Regions from separate parts of the Mus musculus genome. Here regions 1, 2, 3, 4, 5 and 6 are each linked to region 7. Evidence: chromatin contacts called from public HiCAR-type, HiChIP or PLAC-seq and promoter capture Hi-C data. All regions are on one chromosome and are shown on one strand. Each heading gives the region's core, a stretch centred on a gene start, on an enhancer-like site or on the middle of the called end of the contact. The rest is flanking DNA. Distances are from core to core; before and after follow the strand shown. Region 1 holds the start of Fndc9 (fibronectin type III domain containing 9). Region 2 holds the start of Adam19 (a disintegrin and metallopeptidase domain 19 (meltrin beta)). Region 3 overlaps Clint1 (clathrin interactor 1). Region 4 holds the start of Sox30 (SRY (sex determining region Y)-box 30). Region 5 holds the start of Cyfip2 (cytoplasmic FMR1 interacting protein 2). Region 6 holds the start of Itk (IL2 inducible T cell kinase). Region 7 holds the start of Ublcp1 (ubiquitin-like domain containing CTD phosphatase 1).

Region 1 (3,611 bases), core at 1,010-3,509, 1.8 Mb after region 7:
CAAAATCCTCTATTGTTACTCTGAAACGATGGATTGCTGTCAACCATAGCTATCCTGCCGTGTTACAGAGCGCTAGGAGTTATTCCTCATGTTCAATGCCACCTTTCCTACTGTGCCTCTGTCTCCTACTCTCTCCAGGCTCATGTGACCATTGCGTTCTTTTCCTTGAAATTAACTTTTTAGTTTCCATAAAGATGGAAGCATATATGTACATGTGAGGTCCATCGTAGCCAGGCACTAAAAGACAAGGGCATGAAGGGGTGTGTGTATGTGTCTATTATGTAAAATCCAGGGTTCCCAGGGTAAAGCATTTACCATGTAGTCGAGAGGGCTGGGTTTAGAACTCTAGCATCTAGTAAATGCTGGACAAACATGGTCTGTGTGTAATCCCAGAAGGCCGAGTGAGGCAGGAGCTAGCTAGCTAGTGTACAACAGTGAAATCAGCGAGTTCTAGGTTCAACTAAGAGACCGTGCTTCGATAGATTAGGTGCATAGTGATTGGAGAAGTCATCTGATATCCACTATCAGCTTCTGGCATCCACACGGACACACACATAGTCACACCCATCTGCACACATACACCAGAACACTACACACACACACACACACACACACACACAAATTTAGAACTCATCTCACCCTCCATTCAGACATGTCCAGGCTCTTGGACAGATGACAGTGAGATATTTTTGTAATGTTGAGGAGACCAGGAAGGAATTTGTTGGGATAAACAGAAAATTCAGGAGTCCTCAAAGGCAAGGCAGACTGGGTCCCATCTGCCCCAGGAACACTAAGCAGCTTCCATTTCTCGCGTCAGTTCCAGGTGACTGACTGACTGACTGGCTGACTGGCTGGCTGGCTGGCAAGCAGCCGTTCATTCATATGTCTGTGCTCAGAACTCCAAGGCTGAGTGTGAGCTCAGCCAGGAGGGGAGATGTGCTGTATTCCTAGAATGCTGTGACAGACTGGCACAAACATGGTGGCTCATAAGTGACAGGATGCTTTCTCACACAGTTCTGTGGACAGGAAGCCTGAAATCAGCACGTCTGCAGGACAGCTCCCCTGTCCCGTCCCCCCATCCCCATCCCCTATCCCCGCCCGCTGCTCATGGATCCATTGCTTCCACTCCTGCCTCTGCCTCCACATGGCCTCCTCTTGTGTGTGTGTCTCCATGGGTTCAAACGTTCATTCTCTTAGAAAGACTCCATAGAAGTGATCAAGGGTGATTTCATCTCGCGATCCTTAACTAATTAACACCCATGAAGGCTCTACTTCTAAAGCCATGCTCTAAAGTTCATGTTGAGGGACCACCAGTCCATGGGAGATAATGGTTGAGCAATCTTGACAAGGGTATTTGAAATGTTGGTACCCGTGTTTTGCCCCTGAGGTGTTCGAAGCTTTAGAGTTGAAGGAACTGGGATCCAGGCAATACAAGAATCTCGCCCAGAACCATCATGTAGAGGCACTGCAGGAAATGAGAGGAAGGAGGGGGAGAATTTCCAGGGGGGAAGTGGGACAGGAAAGGAGGGGACAAGTTCGCCACAGAACCGAAGGGCATCTTTGCATTTGAAACCACTATCCACAGATGGAGATGGAGTAAGACAATGATCACTGGTCAGCCTTCAAGATGGCTCAGCAGTAAACCCCTTACCTCAAGGAGCCTCAGGACCTGAGTTCAATCCCCAGAACCCACATAAAAATGCCAGACACGGGGGTGTGCCTTTGTACCTCAGAGCTTGCAAAGCTCACTGGCCAGCTGGCCTTAGCCTGCTGGGTGCAAATTCCAGGCTCATGAGAGACTTTGTCTCAAACAGAGAGTAGACGGTTCTGGAGAAATGACACTTAAGGGCTGCCTTCTGATCTCTACATAGGTATGACATGAACATGTGTACCTGAAGAGAGAGAGAGAGAGAGAGAGAGAGAGAGAGCGCCAACTACAGAGAAAATACACAAGCACTAGAAGAATGTGCTATCTTGGGGATCAACCTGCAAAATTTTTCAACCTGCTCGTTTCTTGCTGAAGGAACCAAAGCTCCTTTCACTGGCAAAAGCCTACTCAGACTGGTCCCTGAAAGCATTGTGCGTAGATGCCTGCTGGTTGCCATGGTGAATGATGCTGATCTGAAGAATGAATAATGTGAGCGTTGGGGGCGACAGTGGGATTACTCAGTGGTGAGTGAGAAACATCAAGGAGAGCCTGGTGCGGAGGAGGGAGAAGAGGGAGAAGCTCGTCACCTGGGATCCGGTCCGCTCCGGCTCAGAGGGGAGACGTCTATACCAGACACACTGCGAGCATCAGGTAAGAGGCATGGATGGCTGTCTTGGAAATAAAAATGGCTTTTCCTTTCACACTCTGCCTGGAGAGGGGCCAGGCTGTGGGGACTGGATAGCTAAAAATGGGAAGAGTTTAAAAACAGAAGACGGGGAGAAAAAAAAAAATAAATACGAAGAGATGGATTTGTCCCTGGAAGCTGGAGATGCTGTAGAAGCAGTCTCGGTGGAAGCTCTTAGAAACGTCTGCTGCAGGGAACCCAGGCTATAAGATGGCCAGCAGCAGGGGGGAGGCAAGCAGAAGGGGAGGTATGTGTACAAGGACAGGATGCCCGATCACCCCGATGGGAGGGCCTTACAGGGCGCCTGTGTATTAACAGGGTATGAATTCCGCCCACTTACGGAGGTTGGAAGTGTGTTTGTTGGGTATGTAGGTCCCTGGGTGGGGAGGTGGGCATACATCAAGAGACCCGAGGGAGAGTAAGTCCGTTTCCTTCTGAAAGCCATCTCTGGGAGGCTCTGTACACCCCTGCCTCATCTTTTGTATTTCCCATTTACTGGGTGCAAATTCCCAGCCACGTGGAGAGGAGGAAGCTGCTTTCTCAAGCATGTCACTGTCTTTAGAGATGGAAACCAAGGACTGAAAACTTACTTCACGCTGTTACGTTTTCCCCTGGCTCACCTAGCCTAACAACACAAGCCCAGAAACAGAAATCAGTTTGGCTTAATATTCACTTTGGGCTGAACGTGCCCGCTTGCCATTTCAATCTTCCGCAGCATCTGCACTTCTGGCTGGGGATGGGGAATGGAGAAGAAGGCAGAGGGAGACCGGAACATATAGAGCCTGGCAACGCTTGTCTAGATTTTTGATCAGGGGGGATTCAGAAGGAAAGCTTTCTCTCAATCGGAGAGAATGAAAGAAAACCCAAAAACCTTGATGCCTCTCCTTTACCAAAGCTGAAAGGCTTACAATCTGAACAGGGCTCATCTGCCATACAGCCAACCAGGGTACCTCATTTACCAATAATTTAATAATAATAATAATAATAATAAATAATCAACAATAATAATCTATTACTGAACTCAGGGGCTCTGCATTGAAATACAGTGGCTAAGTGGGTAAGTTCTCTCTCTTCCTGTGAGCTGATACTCCAGGCCGCTCATTAATAAGATGGGAATGGAGTCTGTTATTGTGGGAGAAGCCACCTGGCACAGCCTGGATCCAGCAACTGCCGATTTGCTGTGGTTCTCAACCCCTTTGGGGGCCAAACGACCATTGGAAAACACAAACATTTACATTACAAGTCATGACGGTAGCAAAATTACAGTTATGAAGTAGC
Region 2 (3,504 bases), core at 492-2,991, 1.6 Mb after region 7:
GCTCATACATAGCACAGGCTTCCTCAGAAAACCCCGGAGCTCGCTCCCTATACTTGTATGGACAGGGCCAGGTGAAGACACAGTTGTTTACAAACGAATAGAAGAGTTTATCAGAATCTGACCTGGTGACACGTGGGGCTTGACACTCCAGCTTTCCAGGACTGACAAATGAGTCTTTAATGCCTCAGACCAGTCACACCCCTTGCCGCCTGGGGGTGAGAAAGGCAACTCTCTAAGCCACTATCTGCTTTTCCATTACAGCAGATGGAGAGAACTCACACAGTTCCTGTCCACACCAATGGTAAGAATGGTTTGATCCCTTCCCTCTGTGAGAGCCTTGCAGACTCACGGTGCATTGGTTTTGAGAGTTCCTGGCCTGGTTTTGGGGGTGGGGGATGGGGAAAGGAACTGACAAATGTAGGTGCGAGACTCCCCTTCCAGAGCCTCCTCTCCCTTGGAGTTTTGCTAACCAACCCTATACAGATTATTTCTGGCTATCTCTTTTTTCTGTTCTTCATTCATCAACTAAGGCATGTTGCACCAGGCTTTGTAATAGCAAATATACAGACTCTAAGTGAAACCCAGACATTAGCTTTGTGACCTTTGGTGAGGGGACTTAATGCTTTTCTGGTTTGATTCCCCTCCCCCAGAGGGGAGATAGAGATGAAGCCAATACCTACCCCCTCCAGATGGTCGCCTAATTATCACTGTTATTCTACACTGTGTCAATGGAGTCCAGATTAGCCTCAAATTCACCACGTAGCAGAGATTAACCTTGAACTTTGGATCCTCCAGCCTCTGCCCCATAAGTGCTGGGATCACAGTGGTGCACCACACTCCTGGAATTACGAGGTCCTGGGGATGGAACCCAGGGCTTCATGAGTGCATGACAAGCATTCCACCAGCTGAGACACATTTCCAGTCCACAGCGGACTCATGACAAGATCAACTATCAGAGGCCCTAGCACGTACGGAATGTCAATAAAAGCTAAGTCCTAAGTGTCTGCTACTGTAATTTTCTTAGTGATAGCCATCATTTGTGGGCTTCATCTTCCATTGCATCCTAAACCCTAACCATCCCAAATTCTGCTCTCTCCTGTCCCCAACCTATACAGCCCAAGGCTTCCCTCCTTCTCTGTAATCCTGTCTAGACTGTTTCTTGGGCTTGGTGTTCTGTTTCTGGAGTACAGAAGCCCTGTCCTCTGGGATGCTGGATCTGCAACCCCACCCCCTCCACCCCCCACCTCCCGTGTCAGAAGGCCTGGACTAAAGGCCCAGATTGGAGTCCCGATAGGAAAACAAGTTCTTTTAGCACTCATTTCAGTCCCTTGGAATTAACTCTTTCACAGCCTGACTCCAAGAGTAGTCAATCCTGGAAGGTAGAGCTACAAAGAGTTGTCTTGGTCACCCAAAGTACTTAGCATAAAGCGGGATAGAGTAAACTAGCTACAGTGGGGCAGAAGTGTGTGTGTGTGTGTGTGTGTGTGTGTGTGTGTGTGTGTGTGTGTGTGTTTAACACTTTCAACCCCAGTCCTGTAATCTCCCAGGCCTCAAGAATGGTTGATTACTTCAGAAATTCGGATCATCCCTTCCCCTGGGTGTCCTTCACCTGAGTCAGCGATGCTCCCGGGGGGCTTCCCTCGCTCCTCCCACTGCTGTCCCTCCAGCCACCACCAACCCCCTCCTCCGCGTGGCGCCTCCCCTCCTCCCATTCCAGGCAGAGCCCTGAGGGGCTAGGGGCGGAGCGTCTGGGATGTGGGCTGGGTGGCTTTTAGGCCGGCGTTTGCTTGAAAACCTCCGCCGCCGCTAGGCCGGGGGCAGGCAATGGCAGGGGATGTGTGATTGCGGACAGTGAGAGGGCCGTTGCTATCATGCCCGGGCGCGCGGGCGTCGCCCGGTTCTGCTTGCTGGCTCTCGCTCTGCAGCTACATTGGCCGCTGGCGGCGTGCGAGCCGGGATGGACCACAAGTAAGTGGCAGCGCGCAGATGGGTTCTGAGGCGACTAGGGGTGGTGGTGATGACTGAGGGTCTGAGAGTCGCTCTTGCATGCCGGCAGCTCCATGACCGCTATCCCTGCGGACTCCGCCACTCCCCGGGTGTGAGTATCGCCACCCCCAAGCCTAGGAGCCCAGGCTTTGTTCTCTTGTGGTGAGCCACGGGAGGTCGTGGAGCTAGTGCGCTCACTGCAATCAGAAAGCAGTAAGTCTCTCTCTCTCTCTCTCTCTCTCTCTCTCTCTCTCTTTGCTTGCCTTCCTTTCTTCATCTCCCCGTGTTTTCTTACTTTGGGCTTCTCTTTCCGCTGCTCTTCCTATCTTTGCTGTTTTTCTTGAGGTTGCTCGTCTCCGCTCTGCCTCTCTCTCATCGCTATTTTGCGCCCGCTGCTCTAGCAACCCCAGAGCATCCCCAGAGGAGCACCCCAAGCATCCTATCCCGAATCGGCGAGGGAACCACTCCCTGGATCTTGCTGGGGGCGGGGGGGTGGTGGTGTCAAAAGCATACCAGTGGGATAGAAAATCAAAGGTTTCCGAGAGATTAGGGTAGGGTGGTTTACTGGTTATCTCTGCCTGTACACTTAGCATCTCTGAAAGACCATAAAAGAACCATGCGCACCCATTATGCAGATCGTAAGCTGAAGTTCACTAACAAAAACCCAGGTGTGTATAAGTACGCCCCACATTGAAGATCTGATACTGGAAACCGGAGCTTTCTTTCCACCTCACCCAATGCCTATCTCCTCTTGGCCTCAGTTTTCATGTGAAGAAAATGGAATGGGCTCCACGCTTCCAGTTTGGACGCTGGATAATGCCTATTTCTCACAACTGTTTTCCCAGGCACCGCTCCCTCCCGGGCCGCATCCCTCAGAGGTTCTCATAGGATTTCGCGGAAGGGACGGTCCCGGAGGGGCAATGCCTGGCTTCTGTCATCTTGACCCGGGAGAGCTTATTTAGCCTTAGCTCTGAGGCAGCTGGAGAGCTGGGCTGACTCCAGACGGTCGCGGGTGCTTGCTGTACCAACCGTCAGCGTTTTTAAATCAAGCTAACGACGCCCTAGTGTACGGGCTGGGCAGGCTGCAGCCCCCGCCCCATCCCTGCAAGAACCTGACCCGAGGGTTTCCTCCACTCAACGCTCCAGCTCCTTTGCCTTGGATAGGAGAAGGCTCTTCCTTTTGTTGGGGTGTGGGGTTCCTCGGGGAAGAGGGAGCCAGGTCCTGTTCGAGTCTGATTTTCCAGCCTACCATTTGCACAGAAGAAAGACAGGAAAGTAAACTTCACGGGATCTGGAGGCCTTGAGAACAGTCAGTGAGGTAGAGTGACTGCAGACCCGGGGAGAAAGCAAAATCTACGAGTTGTAAAGTGACCCATGATCCCCAAATGAGCAGTTGCTATTAATATTTTCCTTTCCCCCTTCCTGTCCTTCTATGACTATATACTGATGAATCTGGAATCGTACCATTCATACACTTTAAAAGGTGCTTCCCAAATCATGACATCTCCCAAAACTATG
Region 3 (3,267 bases), core at 108-2,607, 1.4 Mb after region 7:
CCTTACCCTAATTTCTTTGGTGCCTATGAGTGACTATGTGGGTTACCTTTGCTTTCTCGGCCTTACAGTCAGACACCCATTTCTCAAAGCTTTAGAAAGATCTCACCTAGTTTTAAACCTTCTGACCTTTAGGCCTTGAGAGGAAAAACTGTTGGTTGTAGTCCACAAGTCTCAGTGACTGGTAAATGTGACCTCAGATCACTGTGACATGTCTCAGTTCACAGGGCTTCCTCTCCTCTCCATACTGCTTCCTCCTTCAGAGTCTAATATGTTGATGACATTTTTCACAAAGAGTTTGGAGGCTTTGTTGTTTGCATGTTTAAGCTGTTAAGATGTGAAAATTTACATTAACATTCACCTTTTAAATTTTCCTTTATAAAAATATGTGTTACTCTGTATGCTTTTGTTACATGCCCTAAACTTCATTATGGTTGTCAAAGCAGATATATGCTCATTACTACTTTTTCATCTGTCAGCGAGTGTGTGCTGACCCAGACACTGGAATTCTTGGGCTCTTGGAAAAGTCAAATAAAGGAAGTAATCGTCAGTCAAAGGGCAATAATTGACTGTAATTACCTAGTTATAAGCATGCTGGGTGCTTTGCAGGGAAGGGGGCACTATATGAATATATATAACTGACTTCCTATTAAGCTTATTGGAAGAGGGCTGTGGCCAGGGTGGAGTGCACATGCCTGTGCCTACAGCTCTTGGCAAGCAGAGTTGAGAGGGTCTCCAGGCAACCTGGGCAAAATACCCAGATCTGTCAGAGAGAAGGGGGAGAACATCACATTGAACAGTGGATGACGCCTGTCTCAGTGGTGAGACTAAGGATTTCTTCTTGTGATCTCCAGTGTGTGCTAACTTTGAGTAATTCCTAACAACTTGGATACCATAGGATTGCACTTGATGATTACAGTCTTAATAAACTACTGTATTCCAATAAAAAATAGCTCAAGGTAAGAGCTTTTTAAGGATAGTTTTTCTAAGGCTCTTTAAAGTTGATTACATTCAAATATAGATGAGCAGGATGCAGGTTGAACTAATGTCCAAAGGGCAGCTGTTTTCAAGTTGTGTAAATAATTCCCAAAAGCAAAGCTTTTGGACTTGCTTTTTGCTTTAAGCACAAGTCCGTGATATAAATTGCTTTTCATAAATAGATTAGTGATTGTAAAACCACCAGTTCTTTTCTTTCTCTCATGCTGTCATGAACTACTGGCCTAGGAATAAACTTGCAAGGCATCTGGTTTGACCTGGTTCTGAGACCCTTCTGTCACTGTTCTACAATGACTGTGACCTAGAGAGGCTGCCACACTCACAGCAGCAGAACGCTGCCCTGGGTGTCTGAACAGCCGCTGGGTGCTGTCTCTGTATATTTAAGATTGGAGCTACAGTGCGAACTGGTAGTTAGCATACAGCCATCTAATGTGTCACAGAATAGCAGTTATTTTGGACTTCCTGGCACGAACTATGAAAAGGCCCTGTTTAAGTCAAAGAATTAAGTAACTGGGAAGATCATCTGTATGCCATGACTTTCCTCCTCTGTGACCCAAGATTTCTTTGAACAAAAAATTGCTTTGAGCAGAAAGAACCCTTTGAGTGTTTTTTCTTCTCTGGTGTAAATGGTAGACTGACTTATATACATATAACAATTAATATAGTAACTGAGGCAGAATTTAAATGAAATCTGCAAGGTTTTTTGCCCTTAAAATTTAGCTTAATATTATCTCAAAAGCAACTGAACATGGTTTGACATCAGAATTACTTTTTAATAACTTCATTTGAAATATATATTTAGCCGTGGATCTTAAATGAAGTTCTGCTACAGAAGGAAGTTAAATTTAAAAACTAGCACTTGCACATGAGACTGTGTAAGGACCTGCCAGATGTCCTGTATGTATAATAAGACTCCCATGCAAGTGATAGGGCCACAGACCACCAGTGAGGTAAGCAAGCATCTGCTCATGGCCCCCTCAGCAGATGAGCATCTCCATAGCCGTGTGTGTGTGTGTGTGTGTGTGTGTGTGTGTGTGTTTACATCATCATTGCTAGCATTTTACAGAATATCTGCTAAAATGTGCTAAAATACTTGATTAAAATCTGTAGACTATCTGACCAAATTTATAACTGCATATGTGAAACCTAGGCTGTGTGTCATCTTGTTCTTGAGTTTGTTTTGATACATGCTCCATCATAATCTTCCATTACAGTTAGTCTTCTAGAGATGATGTTTCAGTGCCTGCTACAGAAAGTTTTCCTAAGTCAGTGCTAGAAAATAGGTATTAAAATTAGAAACTAAGCCAACTAAAAATAGAATGCTAAAAACATTCCATTTCTCTTTTAGTGTGAGTCAACCTTGTAGGCTTTGTCCCTTTGTGAATAAGGAATTTAGGTCTTAACTTACTGCTCCACAAGCTGTATGTCTCTTGAGTGAGAGTGGAGAGAAACGTGTCACCAGTACAACTAGAAAAACTGTGTTAATAGGGCTTAGTACAAAACAGGGGTTCTTTGTGTAGCCCTGGCTGTCCTGGATCTCACTCTGTAGACCAGGCTGGCCTCGAACTCAGATCTGCTTGCCTCTGCCTCCCGAGTGCTTGGATTAAAGGCGTGCACTGCCATCACGTTTCCCAGGCTTAAAAACATTTTTTAAGGACTGAAAATGTATCAAGTCCAAATTATTCCTTATCATTTGAACCTACCTGCATTTTACATGGATTGGAAGCACAGTGGGGCGGCCTCAGTCAATCCTCTTGCATTTGGGTGCAAGCTGTCTTTAAGCTCTGTTTACTAGAAGTTGGTAGTGGTTTTTTTCACTGATGATGACGATGAATTTTTAAATGTGGAAAACATTTTGCCCCAAATTAAATACACAAAGGTTAACTATAAAAATGTTTAGTGAATATTATTTGTAAATTTTTTAAGATGAGACTTTGCCACGTAGCCCAGACTGGCCGCACCTCTGCTCCTGCTACATTGGCTTCCCAGCTAGCTGCTCAGGTGAGCTCTGCACACTGCCTCCTAGATGGAGTGTGTGCGGATTCAGTGAGACAGACTTCAGCATTTGTTGTGTGGCAAAGCTTTGTGGCTTCTGGCTGAGGACAGCTTTCCTTCTGATCTCCCTTCTGCTTGTCTCCAGAAGCACTCGCTGTGAGCTACACATCGTCTATAAAGTCATTAACCAAGAGACCCTCATTTCTTCTGCACTTCAGTGTTTTAGCTTGAGGTTTTTCCTAAATTCTTTTGTGTTCCAAACCGAGGTAGTCCTGCCTC
Region 4 (3,238 bases), core at 45-2,544, 1.5 Mb after region 7:
AACCTTAAAATGAGCCCTTAATATACATAGTATTACTATTTTATTATGCTGTGGCAGTTCTTATTTCTTTATTCAATAAGCATTTATTGCACAATTACTCAACAGTCGGCACTGGGGAGTCAATGATGAGCAAAACAAAAGCAGTTCTTTCCCAAAGGAGGTAACAATCAACTGGAAGAGGCGCAGAATAATCACACAAAGAAAGCACTTCAAAGGACATGATCAGGTGTGAGTGCATAAAAGAGATTCGAACGAATGCTGTCATGGTTTTCTCTGAAATGCCGGTTCAGCTCCAAGTTGAAAAATAAACGGGAGTTACAAGAGACATAAATGCTTGACTTGCTAAAGCGTCCTGTGATGAAAAAGAATAGCATGGGAAGCAATGTGGTGAAAGTGTAAAAAACTCAAACTGTAGGTATAGCCTAAGCTACTAATCAGGTTTATCAGGCTCTGCGGGGTTAAGAATTTCGAACTTTTATCTCATAACCAGTGGGAGCGGCAGAAAGATTTGGGGGAAATGTGACAGTTTGACTTGTATTTTTAGAACAACTGGCAGTCGGGAGGTAGTGGGACATAGGTGAAGAGCAAAACTTCAGGAGAACTGTAACATCCATATGGAATTAGAGAAGGACAATGGAAGCCTAAGCAGGATAATGGTGGGTGGGACCTCAAAAGGTGGATGAATCTGGGTCGCATCTTGGAAGCAGACTGAAAATTCAACTAGTAAAATAGTTATACCTAGTCAAAAACCAGGTCCAGTAAGATCAGTTATAAGTTCCAAGGTGTCCCCATACTTGAGAATGACTAGAAGACCCTATCAGACTCCGGCTTTATGAACACACAAGGCCGAGAGCCCAGCCCGCAAGAAAGGCCCACGCCTTCATCCCTGGAGGTCCTTGGTAAAGGCGTGGAACAGAAGGGTTTCCTGGGCAACGCCATTGTCGCGCTCCAGGAGGGGGCGGGGTAACCAAGGTCAAGGCCTAAAGAGAATCCGGAAGAGAGGGAGAGTGAAGAGGCGTGGAAAATGGGACACAAGGAGCTTCGGCCCGGTCTATGGCGGATGATTCCAGGGTTCTCGCACGCGGCTAGTGTGGAGGGTGGGAGGAGCCGGGGAACGTGCCTGTGATTGGCTGGCGGGAGACACCGGGCCGCTCCTGATTGGGCGAGGCGAGCCCGTCTGTGGAGCGCGTAGGGTTCTGGGTAGCCAAGGCCTTGGAAGGGTCTTAACCGAAAGGGGGAGGGGGAGGCCGCCAACAAACGGCTGAGCTCACAATCCCGGCCGCGGCCCGCCCGCCCCCTCCCCCATGGAGAGAGCCAGGCCGGAGCCACCGCCGCCACCGCCGCCGCCGCCGCGCCAACCGCCGCGGCCCACCCCTCCGCGCCCGTTGCGCCCCGCTCCGCCCGCGCAGCCCGTCGAGGCCGCCACCTTCCGGGCCGCGGCCGCAGAGCGCTCCCAGTCGCCGTCGGCTCAGGCCACGGCCGCCATGGCCGCGGTGGCCTCGTCGTGCGGGGAGGCCGCGGCGGCGGGTGCGCAGGCGGCAGGGACGCGACGCCTGCTGCAAGTGAAGCCGGAACAGGTGCTGCTGCTGCCTCCCGGAGGACCGGGGGTGCCTCCGGCTCCCGACGAGGGCGCAGCCGCCGCCGCCGCTGCCGCTGCCGCCGCCGCCTCGTCCGCGCAGGCGCGCCTGCTGCAGCTGAGGCCGGAGCTGCTGCTGTTGCCTCCGCAGTCCGCGGCCGACGGAGGCCCCTGCAGGCCGGAGCTGCACCCCATGCAGCCCCGGACGCTGCTCGTCAAGGCCGAGAAGCAAGAGCTGGGGGCGGGCTTGGACCTGTCGGTGGGATCTCGGAGGACCACCGAGGCCGGCCCGAGAGCCTCGAGGGCCGCCAAGTTGGATGGCACCGGGAAGGCCCTCGACGGCCGCCGAAGCGATGAGAAGAAAGCCAAGCTGGAGGCAGAGGAGGCTCCGAGGGATGCGCTGAAAGGCGGGGAAGGCAAGAGCCTGCTGGCCATCGGAGAAGGAGTCATCAAGACGGAGGAGCCAGACAGACCCAGGGACGATTGTAGGCTGGGCACGGAGGCCACGTCCAATGGCCTGGTCCACAGCAGCAAGGAGGCCATCCTGGCCCAGCCGCCTAGTGCTTTTGGGCCACACCAGCAAGACCTAAGGTTCCCTTTGACACTCCACACCGTCCCACCTGGAGCCCGTATCCAGTTTCAGGGGCCTCCGCCTTCTGAGTTGATACGGTTGTCCAAAGTCCCCCTGACACCAGTGCCTATTAAAATGCAGTCCTTGCTGGAGCCTTCTGTAAAAATTGAAACCAAAGATGTCCCCCTCACCGTGCTGCCCTCAGATGCAGGTATTAGAAGCCAGGGGAATCTGGCTTTCACAGGTCTGTGTTGCACAGACATATTAGCAGTTCAGGAGCTGAAGCTCGAAAAGTAGAATCCTGGTACGGCCCTTAGCTTGCACAGGGAGTGCTTCTGGTTGATTTGCCCACATACTGGTAAAATACACTTAAGTATTGCCACAGTTTTTATAAACAGTCACTCTTAAGACTTAGTAAACAGATTAAGAGAATAGACTCAACAGAAGGCCTTGTTAGATGATACAGATTCCTCAGTTTATATAAAATAACATCAAATTTTCTATCATAGTAGCTTCTTAGGTTTATGTGTATCAAGAAATAAAATATACCAGTGTTCGAGAAAAATGATAGTTGTTTATATTGACTATAGATGTTAAAAGAGAACAGTAACTTTTCTGAGAGAAAACATACATATAGCATATAGCTAAAGCTTTTAGAAATAATAAAAATAAGCCAAGTGATTTTTAAAAGAAGTGATTATATTTAAGATATATTTTAAAGATATATTTAAAGCATATATCTAAGCATATATATAGATACAGATATATTTAAAAGAAGTCACTACAACCAAATACTACTTTCCAGTATTTTCAAGTATATTTTAAGCAAGTCCTTAGAATTAGTTCACACAGAACTCTGTATCACTGAATGTTTTAGGAAGTCATAATCATTCTTCATGTTTACATGAACTTTTACATTTATTATTATTTTTTAATTTTTAGTCCCGATTCTCCACTTCTGGTTTTTTTTTGGGGGGGGGGGGTTGGTTTTTCGAGACAGGGTTTCTCTTTGTAGCCCTGGCTGTCCTGGAACTCACTTTGTAGACCAGGCTGGCCTCGAACTCAGAAATCCACCTGCCTCTGCCTCCCAA
Region 5 (3,182 bases), core at 430-2,929, 1.8 Mb after region 7:
CACACACACACACACTCCTACAGTACTCCTGCCCACCAGGCCAAAGCAGCCCTGACAGAAAACGAAGCTGGCAGCTGCCACATAGGCCATTCTGACCACAGTATCAGTGCCACATCTAGCTTACATCGGAAAGTCAACCATTAGAGATAGCAAATATTTTGACTTCAGCTCTGCTTCCTATTAAAATGTCTCCTATCCTCGGCTTCCTTTCTGATCCCATGACTTAAGAAGCGCCTGCTCTACATCCAATGGGAAAACCTTTTGTATTTAGCTCTTCAAGATAAATACCACTCACTGGCTCCTTTCTCAAGCAAGTTTGACAGGAGAGAAGGGACCCAAGGAGCATCGGGTGGAGGGGGGGAAAGCCACAGAAGGGGGGATGGTGGTAGGGACAACTACCTTCAAGGACTTACAATCCCGACTATAGATATTAATCTATATTTTTGTCCTCCGACAATGGCGGGAGGGGGGGGTGTCACTGAGTGCTAGGCAATGGTTCTTGCAGGGCCTGTGCCCAAGAATAAGGCTGGTCACTTCTAAGGGAAGGGGTCAAGAGGTAGAAATGGTTGCTTAGGAGCAACAGTCAGTCGTCAGTCTGATCCCTAAGTCTTCCTGCCCAACTGTGGGGCTGTGGGCACTAAAGAATTGGGCTAGCCAAGTTCTAAGTCTGGACTGGAAAACACCCAGATAGTCGCGGGAGAAAACCAACAGTCGGTTCAACCATGCTCCCTGCCCCCACCCTTAGCCACAAGCTACTCCTCTTCCTGTACACACAGGAGGGCTTACCTTCCTGAAGGTGATGTGGCAATCTCCCACAACAGACAGGTGGGCAGCTAAATACGAAGGAAACCTTGACCCCTAGGATTCCATCACCCCACCTTTCTCCTCCCCAAAGCCATCCAGGGGAGAGGCGCTAGTATAGGCCAGAACGCTTCGAAGCAGGTCAGCCATGCCTCCCGGCTCATCAGAGCTTTCCTCTCCCAAACCGTGCCGCTGTGGCCCCGGCCCCACCCGGCTTCGGTTCACCGCGGGCGCCCAGTACCCCCTTGCCTGTCAGGCGGGCCCAGGCAGCTCTCTCTGGCCTTGGCTGAATGATGGTGGCCGCGACCGCAGAGGCGGGGACTGCCCGGCGATCTGCAGTATGTAGGTGCAGGGATGTAGCCCCCTCTGGGCTTGTGGCCCCTGCAGGTATCCCTGGTCCCCGAGACTATCCCTGCCTCTTTTTAGGGCGGGTGGCTCCGGCCCAGGCCACGCACCTGCTGTGGCTGCCGCTGAGGCTGCTGCGCGGAGCTCTGCGCTGTACCCACGACTTCTGGAAAACGCTCCCTGCCCAGGGCGCCCGGGGCGGCCGAGGGGAGAAGGGACAACACAGGCCTGTAGCCCGGCCTCCAGGGACCTGAAGCCGTGTAGCCTCGGGCGCCAAGCCAAGCGCCCCCAACGGGCTGGGAGAAGTGGCGCCCGCCCCTCGCGCATCCTCAGGAACGCATCCACCGCCTAGGCAGCATTTCGGTTCCTGCATCAGCCCTGTTGTCTCCGAGAGTCCCTTACCTGGCTCGGTGGCAGGTCCAGGGGAGGGACCCGAGGCTACCGCAGGGCCCCGCGCCGGGGCGCAGGATGCTTAGCCCCGCTCCGCCGCTGCGCCGGCGGACCGCCGCGCCCCGCCCGCGGCCCCGCCTCTCCGCCTGCCGCGGCTCCTCCCCTGGCCGCGGTGCCCAGCCCCTTCGCCGCGGCTGCTGTCACACAAAGAGCCGGAAATGGCTGCGGCGAGGGGCTCCCTGCGCACCCCTGACCTGCAACCTCCTGAACCCATACCTTCCAGCCTTAGAGTATCCAGCCTCCGGACTCTGGAGGTGGAGGAGGGACGACTTTCCTGCTGCCGCCTGCATCACCAGCGACACCTGCCACTCCAGAAGGAAGGAAGCGTCAGCTCCTTTCGCATCTCCCCGGTGTCAAATTATTTTCATATAGTCATTTATTCACCACATCTTTATCGACTACCTGTTTTGTTCCAAGCATCTTGCCAAGAGCCAGGCACGCACTAGTGTGCAGTAGAGCCCCTGCTCGCTTGGAGCTTATTATTTGCCAGCATTAACTGACCTAACAGGAGTCCAATGACAGCTGCTTTCCCAAAGAAGGGAGCAGGCTAAGTGAGAGGTTGAGCCCTTCCACCACTTGAAGAATAACTTCCCAGAGGGCACGGGCTCAGAGGGCACGGGCTCAGAGGGCACAGGCTCAGCGGGAGAAAGCGCTTGCAGCCAAGCTTGATGATGACCTGAGTTCGATTCCCAGGATCCACAAGGTAGAAGGAGAGAGACAGCTTCTGTATATTGTGTTCTGACCTCCACCCACATGCATATATGCACATTACACAGACACACAGACACATACACACACCCATACACACACACAATAAATAAATGTAATAATTTAAAAACAAAGAGAAACATCTACTTCCTTTCCATTTCTTAGTGTAAAAATGTACAGCTATTATGTGTGTGTGTGCGTGTGTGTGTGTGTGTGTGTGTGTGTGTGTGTGTGTGTGTGCGCGCGCGCGTGCCCATGTCGATCCCATTGAGGTAGAATTGACTCGTGGACAAAATCATGATAAGCTGACTTTTAGGCAAACCTAGGAAGGAGCTGAGGAGACAGAAGCCTCTTAGATGCTGCTTAGGGCTCTTCAAAGAATCCATTGCTCCTTGAGACATAACTCGGAGGGCTTTAGGTAGGGATGAGGCCAGCTGCATTCAGTCCTGACCTGAACCCACCCCAGCATGGTACTGCTCTGAGTGGGAGATGCAGTACCTGCAATAAAGGGAATAATAGTTGCTCTGGGTACCATATATATATATATATATATATATATATATATATATATATATATATATATATATATATATGTGTGTGTGTGTGTGTGTATGTATATAAAGTATTTATTTTATTCTGTGTGTATGGGTATTTTGATTGCATGCACATATATGTGTACCGCATGCATGCCTGGTGCCAAGAATAATCTGGAACTGGAGATACAGATAATTGTGAGATGCCATGTAGGTACTGGGAATTGAACTCAGGTCCTCAAGAGGAGTAGCCACGGCTCCCAACTGCTGAGCCATCTCTCCAGCCTGCCCTCTTAGGGGAACTAATTGGAAAGTACTTGAGAGCCTGATTTATGTATAGAGCAA
Region 6 (3,583 bases), core at 26-2,525, 1.9 Mb after region 7:
CATCTTAATTCTTTCGCTTCCCTTCCTCTCTGGTTCACAGAGTTAACCAGCCTAGTCAGAGGGGCTTCTGGCTGCCTGGACTGAGAAGGGTGTGACATCAATATACCATTACCTAAATCACCCTGCCGTTAGCAGCAAGTGTCAGCAGATCCAGTAGCTTCTGGCCTCGGAGTAACTTGCAGTCAAGATAGACCTAGGTTATTTTAGAAAGCAACCCTACTCTCAAAAGACCAAGTCTTGCCCCAGCCAATGCTCTTGGCCCTTGGCTGCCTCAGAGAGGACTTAGCCATGGGCTAAGCTCCCAGCACCACCCAGTGCTCCTGTCACACTGTAGTATTAACACACACTCGCTTGCTTTTGTTGTTATTGCTGTGCACGAAGATGTCATTAGACGCCTCCAGCTGAGCCGACACACTCTAGCGGGATCCCTGGTCTGCAGGCAGAAACTCTGTGTTCCACACCCCCAGTCTCCTGAGATGTTTTACCACAAAGAGGGTTGTTCCTTCCAACTTTAGAATGTCACTTTAATGGAAGTAGGACCCCATGGCCTCAGGGCAGTGATGACCATTGAGATAAGCAGAGTTCAAGTCGTGAAAATCTTACATAGGACCTCCCTTCACAGTCTAAGAACCACTTCTTTTGTAAAACAGGGAAGTTGAGCTAGGTTTCCCCTTACGTCTTAATAAGCCATAGTTAATATTTTACTGTCCTACAGACTGTAGATGCCACATATACTTCATGTTTACATAAACTTCAAGTCCTATCCACAACATTCACCACATAAGAAATGTATGAACGTTAAACCTACAGATTTTAGAATTGAAATAGCCAAATCTAACTGACACTGGAGTCTCAGAACTCTCCACATTTCTTCCGATCTCTAACTCTACTTGGTGGCTTCCAAAACACACTGTACCTGCATCCCAGGTGTTCAAGTTTATCTCAGGAATCAGCTCAGTCCAAACACAGAACAAAGTAAATAAACAAAATAAATAAACAAAATAAACAAAGCACAACGTAAGCCTTCTCATACCCCGTGGCGGTCCTCAAAGTAGGCCAGGCTGGCTTTCGTTAAGACAAAGAAACGAACTTTAAAATTCGAGGGAGAAGTCCTTCTCTTCTGTTGGGACTTCTTGATCAGCTGTTCTTCCAGGAGGATGAAGTTGTTCATGGTCCAGTTCTGAAAAGTGATGCGCCTTGGGCATCACCCCGCAGTGCGACTGAAGGAGAGGAGCAGCGGAGACTGAGACAGGATGCAGTTGATCTTTAGAGAGTCGTTCAAAGGCAACTTGCCTCTAACCTTATCTTTTCTATCAGCATCAGCCAGCCTCACCGCTGAGCTCCCTCCTCTGATGTCAAAGGCCATGACCACATCCTTTCAAAATTCACCAAGCTGGGAGGCACATGCGTACCCTTAGCTATATGGTTTGAAAAAGAAGTTTGAAGAAACCTAGAATTATAAGAGGAGTTCACTTATAATTCTTCTAGCTCCTGGTTTAGCCTTGACAACAGTTAAGTCATGTAAACAAGGGACTAAGAACAGGGATCCAGGGGTCAATGGAGCTCAGCTTGTATGTAAGTTTCCCATTGCTATTATCATGGACTGCCTGCCACAGGCTTAGTGGCTCAAAGCGCCATAGAGCCACAAGGCTCAAAGCGCCTTACAATTCTCTAGTTTAGAAGTCTGAAATGTGTCTGGTTGAGTGACAGTCATGGTGACTGTGGGACTGTGCGCCTTTCTTGCAGATCTCTAGGGGACACTGCCTCTGCGACCATCCTCCCTACTGAGGGACACTCTGGTGGCCTCTGTCTTGACTCTTTTACTCCATCTTCAAACCCCCAAACTGCAGGTCGAGCCCTGCTTGCTCTGTATTGCCAAAATCTCTTCCTCCTACCTCTGCTCCATTTAAGGATCCTGAGAACCACACTGGGCCCTTCTCACAGTGGTCGTCTAGGGCAGGCTCCCTATTTTAAGGTCAGCAGATGGGCGCTATAACTCCATTTGGAATGTAAATTCCCCTTTATCACCCAACAACACACAGTCACAGGTTATAGGGATTAGGGCATGCAGAGATCTGCACAGGGCTGTTTATTCTACCTATCGGTTTGAATTCCATCTCTACTACCTACCACTGTCCAGTGGCTTGGAATATCAGTTCCTTCATCTATGAAAGGAAGCAACAGGGGTCTTGTATGAGGCACTGCAGGGGCCCCTTTGGACACCGTTGGTGTGCCTGGCTTCCTTCTGTGTATGCTACTTCAAAAATGCAGTGTCCTGTGTCTGAACACTCTCTCTTGTCTCTTTCTTTTCCAGTGAGCGCCTATGAGATACTGCCAGCCTCGCCGACCTGCAACGTTCTCTGGGAAGCCTTTCAGACTTTCCCACATGGAATCCTCTCTCCTATTTTCCTCTGCCATAAGGACTCTAATGAGGAGGCAGGACACACAGACAGACAGCAAGCTACCTCCTTGTAAGGGCTCTTTGGGAACTAAAGCTTATCTGCCCTGTGGACAATTCACAGGGTCTGACCTTTGAGTCAGGATAATGTTATGGTGTAGAACTTATGTGACCAGGAAGTTAATAGCCAAGAAGTCCCGGGGCAGGCAGAGGCAGCTCATCAGAGAAGAACAGAGGACGAGACAAAGGGAGGGAGGCAGTACAACTTTCCTGTGTAGTTTTAGATGTAATTGCTAATTGCAGCCTCCTTTCACATCATACATTGGATGCTGCTGAATAATGAAGGCAAAAAGAGGCGGGGAGGGAAGAGGAAGAGAGGAAAGGGAAGGGGAGGGGAGGGGAGAGAAGGGATAAGCTGAGATTTTAAGACAGAAAAATATGTACAAAAGAGGTAGACTTTTTTTTTTTTTTTTTTTTTTTTTTTTTTTTGGTTTTTCGAGACAAGGTTTCTCTGTATAGCCCTGGCTGTCCTGGAACTCACTTTGTAGACCAGGCTGGCCTCAAACTCAGAAATCTACCTGCCTCTGCCTCCCGAGTGCTGGGATTAAAGGCGTGAGCCACCACGCCCGGCCAGAGGTAGACTTTTTAAACTACAGTTTGTAGCAAAAAATACTAATTTCCTTCTCTTTCCTTTCTCTAGGGTAACTGATTGCCTGAAGATTATCTGGACATCTGGGCAGCCTGCCTAAAGACGACATCGTTTTTAGCTTTTTCTGTAACTTGGTATAGCCATACAACTCTTTTCTGAACAAGAGAATATGGCAGAAATGGAAGCATCCTGGCGGGATGTGGTGCTGTGCATCTGTAATCTCAGCTCTCAGGAGGCCGTCTCAAGAAAAGCAGGGGGGTCCTTAAAGGGCATCTCCTGATCTCCTCCCTTTCCTACTACTGACTAGGGTGTCAACTTGATGGTTGGAGCTGGAAGAACTATTTTATACTACATACTGTGGAGGTTACACGTGAGAGCAATGGATCCCCGATAGGAGGAGTCTGAGGCTGTGATGACCACAGATCTGGTCACTCACGCTAGCAGTGGAGTGCCTCTTCACACTTCCTCTCAGACGAGAGGCTCAGAAGCAGAGGATCATCTCTTTTAACATAAAAAGAAACACACCATTAATATTT
Region 7 (3,606 bases), core at 731-3,230:
AGGTCAGAGCACTGAGTTCCCGAATCTCAGAGCACTGGCGTTTTTTTGCAGCGCTTTCGCGTGGGTGATGAAGTATTTGATCATGTGATCGTAAGCATCACAACCAATTCTGAGAGAAGGTAAATTTTAATTAACAATCTGCAAAGACTTAATGTAGAAATCTATTACTGTGCTTCGAAAAGCGTACCAAATCCATATTCACATTGGCTTCCCTGTCCGTTTCCCTTTAGAGTCCCACTTAGACCTACTTACTCATATGTTAATGTTCTGCAGAAAACCTGCAAGCATGCTAACTTAGGGCAACGATGCCACGTTAGGCAGAATCTGCCCTAAGAAGTTTTATGACCTTGGCTAAAAAGGCATGTGGGTCAATTTGAAATCTGTAAGACACAGAAACAGGAATGATTGTTCGTAAGAGCTAGGAAGGCTTCTAGCTGTGCTGAGCTGAGCTGAGCTGAGCTGAGCTGAGCTGAGCTAACCGGTGCTTGGACGGGCAGGGTAGTCTGGAGACCATGAGAGTTTTTTGACCAGTGGTTCTCAACCAATACCACTGACTTAAATTTGATGAAGACTTCTTGGAAGTATCATCAGAATAAGGAAAGAGACCTAACAATGTCCACTTTAACCAGTCTTTTTCTACCACCTCTGAGGTGGTAGAGGCTGAGCATGCTACTCCTCTAGGCTCTTCTGTTACCGGCTTTAGAAAAACCTGCCAATGGCATGGGCCCCATGCACTTAACAACAGGCACTACTTCATAAAGAACTTGTGCTACAAATGGTAAAGACAAGTTGTCAAATGCCCCAAGACTCTGGGCATAGAAAAAAAAAAAAGGTTATACAAACCTTTCCAGCTTAAGTTCTTAAAACTTTTTTTAATTTTTGAATCTCATTTCATCACTACTGAGAATCATGCAGGACAAAAAAAGCATGGGCATTTTTATACTTTCTCATACAATGCTAATGGTTTATCACATTTGTCCCCCAAATTGGGGGGTGGGAGTGGGTGGTGATGGCGATCCAACTCAAAGAGGACATTTTTATGGGATATGTAATCAACGTATGTTTATACTGGAGTTCTGCCTAACATCCTGTGTTGGGTTTGCCTAGTCTCTTACCTCTCTAGCCCTCAGCCTTCCAAACCCAGAGATGAGTCAGTTCACATGTATGTGTTTTGATAAGCGCTAACACCTGACAGCATTTGATAAGCCGCGAGGAGCTAGGAGAACGGTAGCAGTGAGGGCTGAGCACGTTAACTATCGCTATCTTAATCTTCACAATCCTGGACTAACAAGCGACCTCACTGTACAGATTAGAAACCTGCAAAATAAGTCACAGCGACTCTCGCCCAACACCGCATCACGAAAAGCAGCCAACGGCGGCAATTTCAAAAGTGACAGTGTGAACTTTTCATCCAGCCCGGCAAGAGTGAGCGTGCGGTGCTGGGCCGCGGGCCCTGGCGCCGGCCCGCAGGAGCCGCGCGGGGTGCAGCCCGGACTGCCCCGGGAGTATCCCAAGACAGGCAGAGTCTCAGAAACAAGCTGCCTCGGACGCCTTCGACAACCCGCGTGAGGGGAGGACAAGACAGACCCTGCAGGAGCGGGGGACGAGGCCCGCGGACGCAGAACATTCTGGGACGTGGGAAGCCTTGGGGTCAGGTGAGAAGGCCGGATGCGAAGGCTGCGGCCACGACCCGCAGTGCGCCGGGACAGGGGCCTCTGGGGGCCAGGCGGGACAGCTGCAGTCCCAGCCCACCCGGACCGCAGCGAGACAAACCACGGGGCGCATGCAGTTCAGTGGCATCCCCCGGCCGCAGCGTCGCCTTCACAGGCAGGCGCGCCGGAGAACCCCGCGTCCTCTCACCTGGAGCGCGGCGGAACCAGCTACAGCGGACGAAAAAGCCGGCCGCAGCGGAACCTAAGGAGACCGGAAGCGAGGGGCGGGACCGGAACCGGCGGGCGGACCGGAAAGTGTGGTTGAGACCGGAAATGTGTTGTAGGGGAGGGGGAAATGCGGCTGCCGCTTGTTTGGTTTCTCCTCCGATGTGACGCCTGCGGAGCCCAGGCCGGCCGAGTGTTTTCCAGACTTTGACCTCTGTGAAAGAGACCCCTCCCGGTTCTTGGTGGCCGCCGCCGGCTGTTCTGCGCATGCTCCGGCCCGGTGGCGACTTTTTTTTTTTTTCCACCAGAGCTGAGCTTTGCGGAGCCCTGTGACTCCTGTGGCAGTGTCGCGTTCCGAATGAAGCCGACCTTTGAGGACTGAAGAGGAGACTTTTCTAGAGACGCAAGGAGCCAGGAATATAATTTGCCCACTCCAGGGGAAAGCCGGCCAAAGTGATCCAAACACTCATGGAACAAATATCCGTGTGACAACGGTGTTCCAGATCTGTGTGTCGGTCGGCTCCACCCACTCGTGCTTGCTTTGCCTCCTTAAATGCAAGGAAAGCTAGTTCTCTTTACAGAAGAATGCCATGCTTTCATAGAAATAAATGCTGCAGCGTTCGAAGTCACTCGGAGAGACCGGAGACTCCGTTTAAATTATAGTTATCCGAGTTTTTCTTCTTAAGCAGCCGCTCTCTTTAGTTCCTGTGAGCTAAAACAGGAAAGGGGCTTTTAAGGGCAGTTACAATTACTTCATTTCTGTGGGATTGACAGCTATGTGAGGAACTGCCTCACCCCCACCCCCCACCCCCTGTGCGTAATGATGAGCGGAGTTCGCAGAAATCAGAGCCAGCAGTTAATCATTTCATAGCAGTTTTCCAATTCATGGGGAAGGGGCAAGGAGTCAGAGTTGCTAGGAACTTATCTTTTCGGAATTTAGAATGGGTGCCTCACATAAAGTGGAGTTTTTCTTAGCTATCAAAGCAGTCTCCATTTGAACCCCTGGAGGCGGCTCTTGCCTGTAATCCCAGCTGAGGCAGTAGGATAGTGCATAAATTTGAAGCCAGCCTGGGCATAGGGAATTCTAGTTCCAGCCCTGGGATACAGACTGAAACTCTGACTCAGACAGAAGAAAGCCTCAACGGGACCTAACCCTTCTCATCCATTCAAGAAATTCCCAGTGTTACTTGTTATGCAAAAGAAAAAAGAAAAGAAAGACCTAAAAAGTAACTTGAAGAATGTTTACATCATCAGCCCCTAGATAAGTATATCTGATACTTTTTAAAACTTCAAATTCAATCTTAGAGACCCATAAGAGGCGTGGCCACCTCTTGACAGTTGTTCTCAGACTTCCTGTGCCTTGGTACAAACAGACCCACAGAAAAATTAATGTAATTGGAGGGAGGGGGAAAACATGGTTTCTCTATGTATAGCTCAGGCTTGCCTGGAACTCACAAAGATCCACCTGCCCAAGTGCTAGAATCAAAGGCATGCACCAGCATGTATGGCTAAATTAATGTCATTTTAAAATTATAAAAACACAAATCCAAAACGTTTTCTTAAACCAGTTTCTTCCAGAAGGGGAGAGTAAAAAGGTAATATTGGTTCCATGTGTGTCTTTCCTTTTAGTCGATAGAGCTGTACCTGCTTGGGTTTGTTTTGGTTTTTTCATTTCTTGGGCTTGTTAGAAATAAAGCAACTAAATTTTGTGTCTTAGCAATTTTTTAAA

What was found. Promoter capture Hi-C pulls out the DNA fragments that hold promoters and counts their contacts. HiCAR-type assays count read pairs that join an accessible place to other places. HiChIP or PLAC-seq counts read pairs in DNA pulled down with a chosen protein or histone mark.
Region 1: a contact with region 7 is called in a promoter capture Hi-C map of pre-B cells, with 15 times the contacts expected there. The contact joins the promoter of Fndc9 here to the promoter of Ublcp1 in region 7. A contact is called at or near these places in 2 of 39 promoter capture datasets (hippocampal neurons and pre-B cells) and 1 of 115 datasets of contacts at active chromatin or transcription factors (astrocytes).
Region 2: a HiCAR-type map of astrocytes shows a contact between it and region 7, with 6 times the contacts expected there. The contact joins the promoter of Adam19 here to the promoter of Ublcp1 in region 7. A contact is called at or near these places in 5 of 39 promoter capture datasets (the C10 cell line, hippocampal neurons, liver and 1 more), 2 of 115 datasets of contacts at active chromatin or transcription factors (astrocytes and large pre-B cells) and 2 of 9 other capture datasets (adipose tissue and liver).
Region 3: a contact with region 7 is called in a promoter capture Hi-C map of liver, with 7 times the contacts expected there. The contact joins the enhancer-like site here to the promoter of Ublcp1 in region 7. A contact is called at or near these places in 9 of 39 promoter capture datasets (the 3T3-L1 cell line, 3T3-L1-derived adipocytes, cranial neural crest and 4 more), 1 of 484 Hi-C or Micro-C datasets (cerebellum), 4 of 115 datasets of contacts at active chromatin or transcription factors (extraembryonic endoderm stem cells, large pre-B cells, pro-B cells and 1 more) and 2 of 9 other capture datasets (adipose tissue and liver).
Region 4: a contact with region 7 is called in a promoter capture Hi-C map of hippocampal neurons, with 7 times the contacts expected there. The contact joins the promoter of Sox30 here to the promoter of Ublcp1 in region 7. A contact is called at or near these places in 3 of 39 promoter capture datasets (embryonic stem cells, hippocampal neurons and pre-B cells) and 1 of 115 datasets of contacts at active chromatin or transcription factors (astrocytes).
Region 5: an H3K4me3 HiChIP or PLAC-seq map of pro-B cells shows a contact between it and region 7, with 9 times the contacts expected there. The contact joins the promoter of Cyfip2 here to the promoter of Ublcp1 in region 7. A contact is called at or near these places in 5 of 39 promoter capture datasets (the C10 cell line, hippocampal neurons, liver and 1 more), 1 of 484 Hi-C or Micro-C datasets (B cells), 3 of 115 datasets of contacts at active chromatin or transcription factors (astrocytes, large pre-B cells and pro-B cells) and 1 of 9 other capture datasets (liver).
Region 6: an H3K27ac HiChIP or PLAC-seq map of double positive thymocytes shows a contact between it and region 7, with 7 times the contacts expected there. The contact joins the promoter of Itk here to the promoter of Ublcp1 in region 7. A contact is called at or near these places in 2 of 39 promoter capture datasets (hippocampal neurons and pre-B cells), 1 of 115 datasets of contacts at active chromatin or transcription factors (double positive thymocytes) and 1 of 9 other capture datasets (adipose tissue).

The regions. Positions count from the first base shown.
Region 1 is chr11:46,233,298-46,236,908 of GRCm38.p6, forward strand. Fndc9 (fibronectin type III domain containing 9) reads left to right here and starts at 2,260. Exons shown (of 2, transcript NM_177075.4): 1 at 2,260-2,299. All of the region lies in intron 23 of Cyfip2 (cytoplasmic FMR1 interacting protein 2), which reads right to left.
Region 2 is chr11:46,054,243-46,057,746 of GRCm38.p6, forward strand. Adam19 (a disintegrin and metallopeptidase domain 19 (meltrin beta)) reads left to right here and starts at 1,742. Exons shown (of 23, transcript NM_009616.4): 1 at 1,742-1,968. The coding sequence starts at 1,872.
Region 3 is chr11:45,895,639-45,898,905 of GRCm38.p6, forward strand. The region is part of intron 8 of Clint1 (clathrin interactor 1); the gene reads left to right. Among named protein-coding and RNA genes, the nearest start is that of Clint1, 45 kb to the left of the region's middle. Within about 2 kb of position 1,358, at least 8 of the 459 cell types and tissues checked have an H3K27ac peak or open chromatin away from gene starts, as enhancers often do. A contact at or near this core is called in liver, where this site is marked.
Region 4 is chr11:45,979,016-45,982,253 of GRCm38.p6, forward strand. Sox30 (SRY (sex determining region Y)-box 30) reads left to right here and starts at 1,295. Exons shown (of 5, transcript NM_173384.2): 1 at 1,295-2,358. The coding sequence starts at 1,305.
Region 5 is chr11:46,310,679-46,313,860 of GRCm38.p6, forward strand. It overlaps Cyfip2 (cytoplasmic FMR1 interacting protein 2), which reads right to left and starts at 1,680. Exons shown (of 31, transcript NM_133769.3): 1 at 1,549-1,680.
Region 6 is chr11:46,388,240-46,391,822 of GRCm38.p6, forward strand. It overlaps Itk (IL2 inducible T cell kinase), which reads right to left and starts at 1,276. Exons shown (of 17, transcript NM_010583.3): 1 at 1,034-1,276. The coding sequence starts at 1,171.
Region 7 is chr11:44,468,568-44,472,173 of GRCm38.p6, forward strand. Ublcp1 (ubiquitin-like domain containing CTD phosphatase 1) reads right to left here and starts at 1,981. Exons shown (of 11, transcript NM_024475.5): 1 at 1,861-1,981.